Linked DNA regions of Sus scrofa: region 1 is linked to region 2. Evidence: chromatin contacts called from public Hi-C data. All regions are on one chromosome and are shown on one strand. The core of a region is the stretch at or near the end of the contact, and the rest is flanking DNA. Distances in the headings are between cores, read along the strand shown.

What was found. Hi-C and Micro-C count contacts between places; a contact is called where the count stands out from the background.
Region 1: a Hi-C map of skeletal muscle shows a contact between it and region 2, with 7 times the contacts expected there. The contact joins two enhancer-like sites. A contact is called at or near these places in 10 of 47 Hi-C or Micro-C datasets (alveolar macrophages, embryonic fibroblasts, fetal liver and 5 more) and 2 of 2 datasets of contacts at active chromatin or transcription factors (alveolar macrophages and skeletal muscle).

Annotation. Positions count from the first base shown.
Region 1 is chr14:28,506,547-28,510,949 of Sscrofa11.1, forward strand. No RefSeq gene overlaps it. Among named protein-coding and RNA genes, the nearest start is that of NCOR2, 130 kb to the right of the region's middle. Within about 2 kb of position 2,690, at least 32 of the 83 cell types and tissues checked have an H3K27ac peak or open chromatin away from gene starts, as enhancers often do. A contact at or near this core is called in alveolar macrophages, retroperitoneal adipose tissue and skeletal muscle, where this site is marked.
Region 2 is chr14:28,400,509-28,405,062 of Sscrofa11.1, forward strand. No RefSeq gene overlaps it. Among named protein-coding and RNA genes, the nearest start is that of SCARB1, 100 kb to the left of the region's middle. Within about 2 kb of position 2,928, at least 26 of the 83 cell types and tissues checked have an H3K27ac peak or open chromatin away from gene starts, as enhancers often do. A contact at or near this core is called in alveolar macrophages, retroperitoneal adipose tissue and skeletal muscle, where this site is marked.

The DNA of each region.
Region 1 (4,403 bases), core at 1,440-3,939, 110 kb after region 2:
TTACTTCATCCTCCAAGGCTCTACACAATCTGCCCTCATGTCCTTCATTATGTCTCTGATGAACTAACCTCCTCCTATTCTCCCCCTCCTTCATCCTCTCTGGTCTCCCTGGCTGCCTGGTTGTATTCTGAATACACTAAACATATGCCTGCCCGAGGGCCTTTGCACCGACGATTCTTCTTTCCTGGAGTACCTTTCCCCCATATTCTTCCCACTCGGTCACTGGCCATGTCAATGCTTTACTTCCTTACCTACTTTTCACTCCAATGGCACCTTTTCTTGGACATCTTTTGTTTTTATTTAAAATTATACCCAACCATGGAGTTTCCTTTGTGGCTCAGTGGTTTACAAGCCCGACTAAGATCCATGAGGATGCAGGTTTGATCCCTGGCCTTGCTCAGTGGGCTGAGGATCCGGCATTGCCGTGAGCTGTGGTGTAGGTGGCACACGTGGCTCGGATCCTGTATTGCTGTGGCTCTGGCATAGGCTGGCGGCTGCAGCTCTGATTCAACCCCTAGCCTGGGAATCTCCATATGCCGCGGGAGCAGCCCAAGAAATAGCAAAAAGACAAAAATAAATAAATAAATAAATAATAAAAATAAAAATAAAATTATACCCAACCCTCATGCTCCCTCACATCTTCCCTGCTTCATTATTTTCTTTCATAGCATTTATCATGCACATGCCTTACATTTCCCTTATTTATTTTATTTATTGTCTACTATGGAGAGTGGAAGTGCCCTGAAGGCAAGGATTTTTTTTTCCTTTTTCAGACTGCACCTGCTGCATATGTAAGTTCCCAGGCCAGGGGTTGAATCAGAGCTGTATCAGCTGGCCTATGCCATAGCCACAGCAACGAGCCGTATCTGTGAACTATGCCACAGCTTCCAGCAACACCGGATCCTTAACCCCCTGACTGAGGCCAGGGATTGAACTCCAAGGAAAGGATTTTTTGTTTGTTTGTTTCATTTGTGGTTATATATCCAGGGCTGAGTTCAGTGCCTGGCACCAAATAGATGGGGAGTGAATATTTACTGAATGAATAAAGAGAGGAGGTCCCACTGCAAGGCCGGATGACAAAGGCAGCCACAACCTGTGAATGCTTCTACAGCCCATGCCCTGCCTCTATAGCTCACCTTCTGGGGGGAGGGGCCACTACACAGCAGGGGCTTGCATAGGCTCTGCTAGGTGCCATTGTCTATGTGCCTTGCAGAGTCTCTTGGCATTGACATGGCCAGTGACTGAGTGGGAGGCACTCAGATGACGTCCCCCTCCAACTCTGCAGTGGGCATGCTTGCTTTGGCTTCCCCAGCATCCTTTCCTCCTCATTCTGGCTTTTGCATCTCCGTTTTCCTTTGGGGACCATCTCTCTCCCAATTTCAGCCCATGAGAAGAAGAAGTTCCACACCGCAGGCCCTAAGGCTGGCCAGTCTCTAGAGGGCATTCCCTTGACCACAGTGATTGGCTCAGGGATGGCCATCTGACCTGAAATGGCCCAATGAGAGTCAGCTCTTGAAATTGCTGGAGCAGGGAACGTTTTGTCTATGTGGAATATGCTGAGCTGCTGAGCACCTGTGTGTAGGCTTGTCCAGGTCCTACATCATCCTGAAGTTTCAGTTCTAAGTTGCTTCATCCAAGAAGCCCTCCCTGGCCTAAAGTCCCTGACTTTTCCTGTCTCCCTATTTTATCTCTTTCTAGTCCTTATCATTTTTGAGCTTACTCCTTTGGGAATTAATGTCTGCCTGCTTTCACAAGCCTAGATACTGTGAACACAGGGAGTTTGTTGGTCTTGCCCTCTGCTGTGCGTTGTGTCCCCAGCAAGTGCACAGAGGGTGCTTGGTAAATTTTTAGGGACTGACTGTGAGGCCTCAGGCTAGTCACTTACTTTCTCAGGGGCCGTCTTCTTTTTCTTACTTGTAATTTGGCATCTTCATTCACGCCTGGCATCATGGAATCCAGTAAAATGAAGAGGACTCTGGGAGTTCCCCCTATGGTGCAGTGGGTTAAGGCTCTGGCATTGCCACAGATGAGGTGTAGGTCACAGTTGTGACTTCGAGTCAGTCCTTGGCCTGGGAACGTCCATAAGCCATGGGTGCAGCCAAAAGAGGGGGAAAAAAAAAAAGAGATGAATCTATAAGCCCTGGAATTACATTGCAATCATATTAAAATATAAGAGCTGCTCATTGGGTGGTGGGCTGGTCTTCCACCCTCCCAACAAATCCCCTACTTCCTTCCATCCCTAAATCCAACTCCAAAAAAGGAATTCTGCCTGCCACCCAGACTTCAATCCAGGAGGACTTCCTGGAGAAGGGCCATTCTCTTCCCAGCTTTATCAGCCTTTTGAACTCCAGCGCCAACTCCATCCTTTCAAAGTCTCCCGCTCCCCTGTTCCCTTCCCAAAGCCCTGCCGCTTCCCTTCTGTAAGCCCTCACCGTTGTCACTGCCCATCGCCCCACCCCCACCTCTCCAACCCAGAACATTTTCTTCAAGAATGTAAGCGGTCAAGGGCATGGCCTCCTCCCCCAGCATCCCCGCCCCTAGCCCGGGGAATTAGACTCTGGGCCATGCCATCTGTCTGAAAACAATTAGCAATAAACGCCAGCACACTGGGGCTCCGGGTCACCAGGGGATGAAGTGGTGGGGGTTATAAATCCAGAAGGTTCCCAGCTGAATCAGCCTTCCTGTCTGCAGGCCAAGAAAAATCCTCCCAGGCGCCCGGGGGAGAGAGAGGTTCCCAGGCGCCTCTTGCGGGATGGAGAAGAGGATCTACTGGAGCCTCACAAAGCCCGGGCCTCAGCTGGGGAGGCGGATGGGGGACCATCTGGCGGAGTGCGGGCCGTGTCCGGGCCAGACGGAGAAGCAGCCTTATTTGCTGTGTATTGTGTGTTCCTTTCTCAAAACACTCCACGCATATGCTTCAAGCGCATGGATCACAGCCAGCTGGGACCAGGGGTGGGTAGGTGGGGGTACTTCCAAAGAGAGGGGTGAGGGGTGTGGGCCCGTCCACAGGATGGGGACAGCTCCTAGCCCCCTCACCCAGGTTCCTATTCCCCACCCTCACCCCCCCACTTGGCCTAAGTTTCGCCTATCAAGCTCTCCAGCCTTGCTCAAATGTCACTTCCCCTTACAGAGGGAGGGGAGCCCTCTTTGCCAAACTTGACTGCGTTTATCTACATAAGGTCTAGCTCACCAAGCTGTTTTTTAATTTTGGTAATTTGAATAAGTCGCTAGCATATTAAAAAAAAAGAAAAAAAAAAAAAAAAAAAAAAAAAAACCAGGAGGGTCTCCATCAAAATCTGGATGTGCAGCTTTTTTTGAAAAATCGAAAAATCTGGCGAGCCTTTGCCATCAAGCATAGCCACGATCAGCCCAGGCTGGGGCAGGAAAGGAGTGGCCGCCCCTTAAGCCTGGCATGACTTTTCTGTTCCAATCCTTTGCTCATTCAATAGCATCGGAACCTGTCATTGTGCTTGCTTCTTCATATGGCCCAGACGTTAAAACCTAAAGCAGTGCATAGGTAATATAAGTCATGTGGTAATAGGTAATAAAAAATGGGAAAGGGGGTGGAGAGGGATAGGGGTGGGATGAGTGCTGCTACTCTTTCACACCAGGGAAGGCAGACGCATTAGGCGTGAATGAGATGAAGTTCCCCTACTGTGGAGGAAAGGCATGCCTGCTAGAAGGAACAGCAAGTGCAAAGGCCCTGAGGCGGAAGCTCTTCAGTGTACACAAGGAACTTCGAAAAGGCCACTGTGGCTAGAGGGGAGTGTGGAGGGGGGTGGCCATGCCTCCTTTGGAGCAGGTAATCTCAGTAGGCCTGGGTTTGGGGTACCCCATGTAGGGCTCTATTCTGCTTTAGATGGTGGGAAATCCAGCCAGTGAGCCCTGGGGTTTTGACTCTGAATCTCAGCCTCTTCTGGACCAGCTTGGGTGGTCCTGGTGGCAGGGGTGGGGGTATGTGGCTTCCCCAGGGGCAGCACGCACCAGTGGTTAAGTCTCCAGCCTCCCAGGTTCAAGTCTCCTCCATCCCCGCCCCCACCCCCTCAACCTCAGGCAGGGGACTTCCTCTCTCAGAGCACCTCCCTCCTCCTGCCCCGTTTCCCCATCTGTGAAATAGAGCAACTAGAACCCACCTCAGGGGATTGCTGTGCTAGTCAATGAATATCTGTGTATGTGTCTATGTAAAAATATCTATGCAAAATGTCTAGACAGATGCTTGGCACATAAAAAGTGCTATGTAACCGTTAGCCATTTTAATTTAAGGAGCAAAGTTAGACCATAGTTTAGGGAGCAGTTCTCAAGCTTTTTGGCCTCCAGACCCTGTGATACTTAAAAATTATCAAGGACCCCAGCTAAAGAGCTTTTGTTTATAAGAGTTCTATTGCTCAGTATTTATGATATTA
Region 2 (4,554 bases), core at 1,678-4,177:
GACTCCCGAAGCGCATGAGGGCAGATGCTCTGTCTGTAGACTTCCCAGCGGCATCCCCAGAGCCTGGCACGGTGTCTGGCTGGTAGGTGTGCGTGGAATAAATAAACGAACTGTGGGTGAGTGGCAGTGTTGGGGGTGTGAGTGGAGGAGGAGAGAGTGCGGGGCCCGCATCCCCACCGCATCCCCCACCCCCACTTCTCCCCTCCTCCTCTTCCGTATTCAGGCCCCAGGGCCCGCTTAGGGCCTTGTTCGTTGACGGGAGTGCAGGCTTTGGCCACCAGGGGGCGCTGTGGACTCGCCCTCCGCAGGGTGGCCCTGGTCCAGGGTACAAAGACCTGTGGGCCTGCCTGAGCCACGTCTGTATTTTTGAGGCTCTGGATACATTAAGAGTAAAAAAAAAAAAAAACCCTGACGGATCAGGGCTGCATAACCTGTGCTCCCTTGTACGTTTACGCTGACCATGTTAACAGTTTCCACACATAAAGACGCCCAACGACATTCCCGTGTGAAATTGCAGGGTTTGTAAAGTTATTAATTAGCAATGTCCGCAGAGGGCAGGATTGGCTGACTGGGAAATGATTCGTTCCGTCTGGGCGGCCGGGCAAAGGACAGTACATTCAACCCTGGCTGGAGAATGGCTCCTGAGTCTGTGTGGCCACATGGCTGATCCCCCAGGGACGGGCCTGATCCTCAGCAAAAATCTCAGAAGCTCAGACAAACTCTGGGCCCTGGTGAACCAGTTCTTCTCCTAAAGCTGGTTGTTGCTGACATTTATTTTTTTTTTTTTTTTTTTTTTTTTTTTTTTTTTTTTTTTTTTTTTTTTTTTTTTTTTTTTTTTTTTTGTCTTTTTTGTTGTTGTTGTTATTTCTTGGGCCGCTCCCGCGGCATATGGAGGTTCCCAGGCTAGGGGTTGAATCGGAGCTGTAGCCACCGGCCTACGCCAGAACCACAGCAACGCGGGATCCGAGCCGCGTCTGCAACCTACACCACAGCTCACGGCAACGCCAGATCCTTAACCCACTGAGCAAGGGCAGGGATCGAACCCGCAACCTCATGGTTCCTAGTCGGATTCGTTAACCACTGCGCCACGACGGGAACTCCAACTTTTTTTTTTTTTTTTTTTTTTTTTTTTTTTGTCTTTTTTGTTGTTGTTGTTATTTCTTGGGCCATGCTGACATTTATTGAGTGATTTCTACACTGTTTTCTTTCTTTTCAAAAAAATATATTTTTTTTTTTTTTTGTCTTTTTGCTATTTCTTGGGCCGCTCCCGCAGCATATGGAGGTTCCCAGGCCAGGGGTCAAATCAGAGCTGTAGCCACTGGCCTACGCCAGAGCCACAGCAACGCGGAATCCGAGCCGCGTCTGCAACCTACACCACAGCTCACGGCAACGCCGGATCGTTAACCCACTGAGCAAGGCCAAGGATCGAACCTGCAACCTCATGGATCCTAGTCGGATTCGTTAACCACTGTGCCACGACGGGAACTCCTCAAAAAAATATTTTAAAAATATATTGTCTTACTTGCTCAGGGTATAGTCTGTCTGTCTGTCTTTCTTTCTTTCTTTCCTTTCTTTCTTTTTTCTTTCTTTCTCTATGGCTGCACCTGCGGCATATGGAAGTTTCCAGCTTAGGGGTCAAATTAGAGCTGCAGCCGCCAGCCTACACCACAGCCACAGCAACATCTGAGCCACATCTGTGACCTATGGTGAAGCTGGCAGCAACGCCAGATTCTTAACCCACTAAGTGAGGCCGGGGATTAAACCTGCATCCTCTTGGACGCTATGTCAGGTTCTTAACCCACTGAGCCGTGACAGAAACTCCTGTTTTCAACCCTTGATATGAGCTCCTCTCATTGTCCTCATAACCCAGGTAAATGCCTTATCATCGCTGTCCTCATTTTACCCATGAGGAAACAGGCTCCGAGGTAGAGTAAAAGTCCAAGGACTTAATGACTGGCAGGTGTCAGAGTCCGGATTTGAGTCTCAATGGCCAGGTCCAAGGCATGTGTTCTCAGCTACTGTCTGAACATCTCTTGTGGTTCAGTTAACCAAGACCTGTCACTGTTTTTTTTTTTGTTTTTTTGTTTTTTTTGGCCATGTCCTCAGCATGTGGAAGTTCCCGGGCCAGGGATCAAACCTGCACCACAGCAGTGACCCAAGTCACAGCAGTGACAACACCAGACCCTTAACCCCCTGCATCACCAGGGAATTCTGGGAAATGGTTTCTGTCACTAGCCGCCAGAGACCTCATCTCTAGTATCCCTTCTGGAATCAAGCTAGGAAAACCAGCTTCGAGGAACATCATTTCCAACCACAGGTACAAATGGGTGCTGCTTCTGGAGAACCTGAGATTGAAAGACTCATTCCAACCCCCAGCGCAAGCCCAACTCCATCCACAAAGAGGCTCTGCATGCCAGGCACGTGCCCAGCGTCTCCCAGATAAGCCCCCAGCAGGGGACCCTCCAGGCTCATTCCAGAGAGGTTGCGAATGGGAGGGGAAGAAGAGCAGTCCGAATAACCATTTCTAAAAATAGTGCTTGGCTCCCTCCCACCCACAACAAAACCCCAAAGAGAGGGCAAGAGAGATCCAGGAAGCCTCCCTGGATGTTTGCCAGAGGGATGGCTAAGGTCTGCTGCTTCAGTGAGGGTGGGGGCCCTTTCTCTGACTTTCCCCTCTGAGGGCTCAAGTGCCAGCTCCTGAGGGTTCCAGGCGTGTCTGTCCTGAGGGCGAAGGCCAAATGGCAGTGTCTTGGAATCTGGACTCAGAAGTGTTTCCAGATCTCCTGGGTCCATTCGTCATGAAGCCTGAGCTGCTGCAAACTTCTGGGTTGAAGAGGAAAGTGGGGGTGGGGGGAGCTTCGAGATGGAGATGTTTGTTTTTCACTTCAAGTGACAGATGTTTGAGCAATATTAGCCACGATGCACTTTTCTGCAAACTAGATCTCATGCACCTCCCCGACTTCCATTACGAAATGCAACTTCCACTCCCCCAGGGAAAACATCTCAGCAGATGGGTTGAAACAGTGTGGTCTGGAAGGCGTTCGCGTGGTGGCTGGGACCATGGCAGGCTCTCAGAACTGTGGAACATTCTTCTGGTCTCTGGGCTCTTCCGTCTGGGTCCGTGGCCCGCCCCATCTGCTCTTCCCCGGGCTGCTGGAATTTCTTCCATTTTAGGGGACGGGAACTTCCAGAAGAGACACGGATCTCTGGCCCTGCTCAGGGTATGCTCAGCCTTGTGGGCTCTGGCTGAGGCAGCAGCATCTGTTTGGGGGAAGGACGTGGTTTCTCCCATGATATCAGGCTCAGAGATTAGGTAGACGGCAGGGTTTGGAACCTAGAGCCATTTGCGGAAGAGGCCTGGCCATGCTGTATCCTTCAGGCAAGTCACTTGTGCCTCTCTGTGCATGTACCCCTCTCTGTCCGACAGGAGTTTTTTTTTTTTTAAACCATGAATTCATTTATTTACGTATTTATGTATGTATGTATGTACTTATTTATTTTTTTACGGCTGCACCTGTGGCACATGGAAGTTCCCAATCTATGGGTTGAATCAGAACTGTGACTGCCACAGCAACTCTGGATCTGAGCCACACCTGTGACCTATGCCACAGCTTGTGGCAATGCCAAATCCTTAACCCACTGAGTGAGGCCAGGGTCCAACCCATATCCTCATATATGATATGTCAGGTTCTTAACCTGCTGAGCCCCAGCGGGAACACCTCCAGCAGGAGTTCTAATTCCTGCCCCATTGATTTCACAGTTTCTCATGAGGATTGTAAAGGACATTTTATGCACCTCAAGATGAAAAATAGTTTGAAAAGACTTTCAAATGGGTCACAAAGTACTCCTGGAAGGAACCCAAACATTCAGGACGTGGTTTATTGAAGTATTTCCAAGGTCTGGTAGAGCTGAGCTGTAAAACCGGACACTACCAGAAGGTGTCGCTGTCAAATACAGCATGGGCATTCTCCCCTGCGAATCACTGGCAGATATCCTAGTGCCTAAAACCGGCTTTAAGTGGTTATGTGTATATCAGGGGAGGTGAGTTCAAATGCCCTTGGAGCTAAGCAGCATGTAAATTTGCTCAGAAGGCCAGGTATTTCTCCTTTGAGTGGTAGGGTAGCTAGTGGGGGAAGGTTTTATCTGCCCAAAGCTTAGCTAGAGACCTAGTGGGTGTGGCTGGGGACAGTGATGCTTTCACTCTCCAAAGCGGCATCTTTTCTACACTTTTAAAGGCACACAGTTGACACTCGTTATTGCAAAGACTGCAATGAAATTATGTTAAAGTGTGAAAGTGAGGCTGTTACATCTGTAGTTCAAGAGAGTGGCATTTTGTGTGTTGGGCTCTGGGCTAATGACACCCCTCCCTCTAGACTCCAACGCAGGCTGCCTTTCTGTCATCTGAGAACCTGGCTTTGTCTGCAGTCACGCTGACTGACTGCCTTATGGGAATGCAGGCTATTGTTGCCAGGTCTTTCCATTTTTCTTTTTAAAAGTTTCAAGGGAAGCTGTTTTTTTAAAACGTGAAATCTCCTGATTTTCAATTATTGGCAA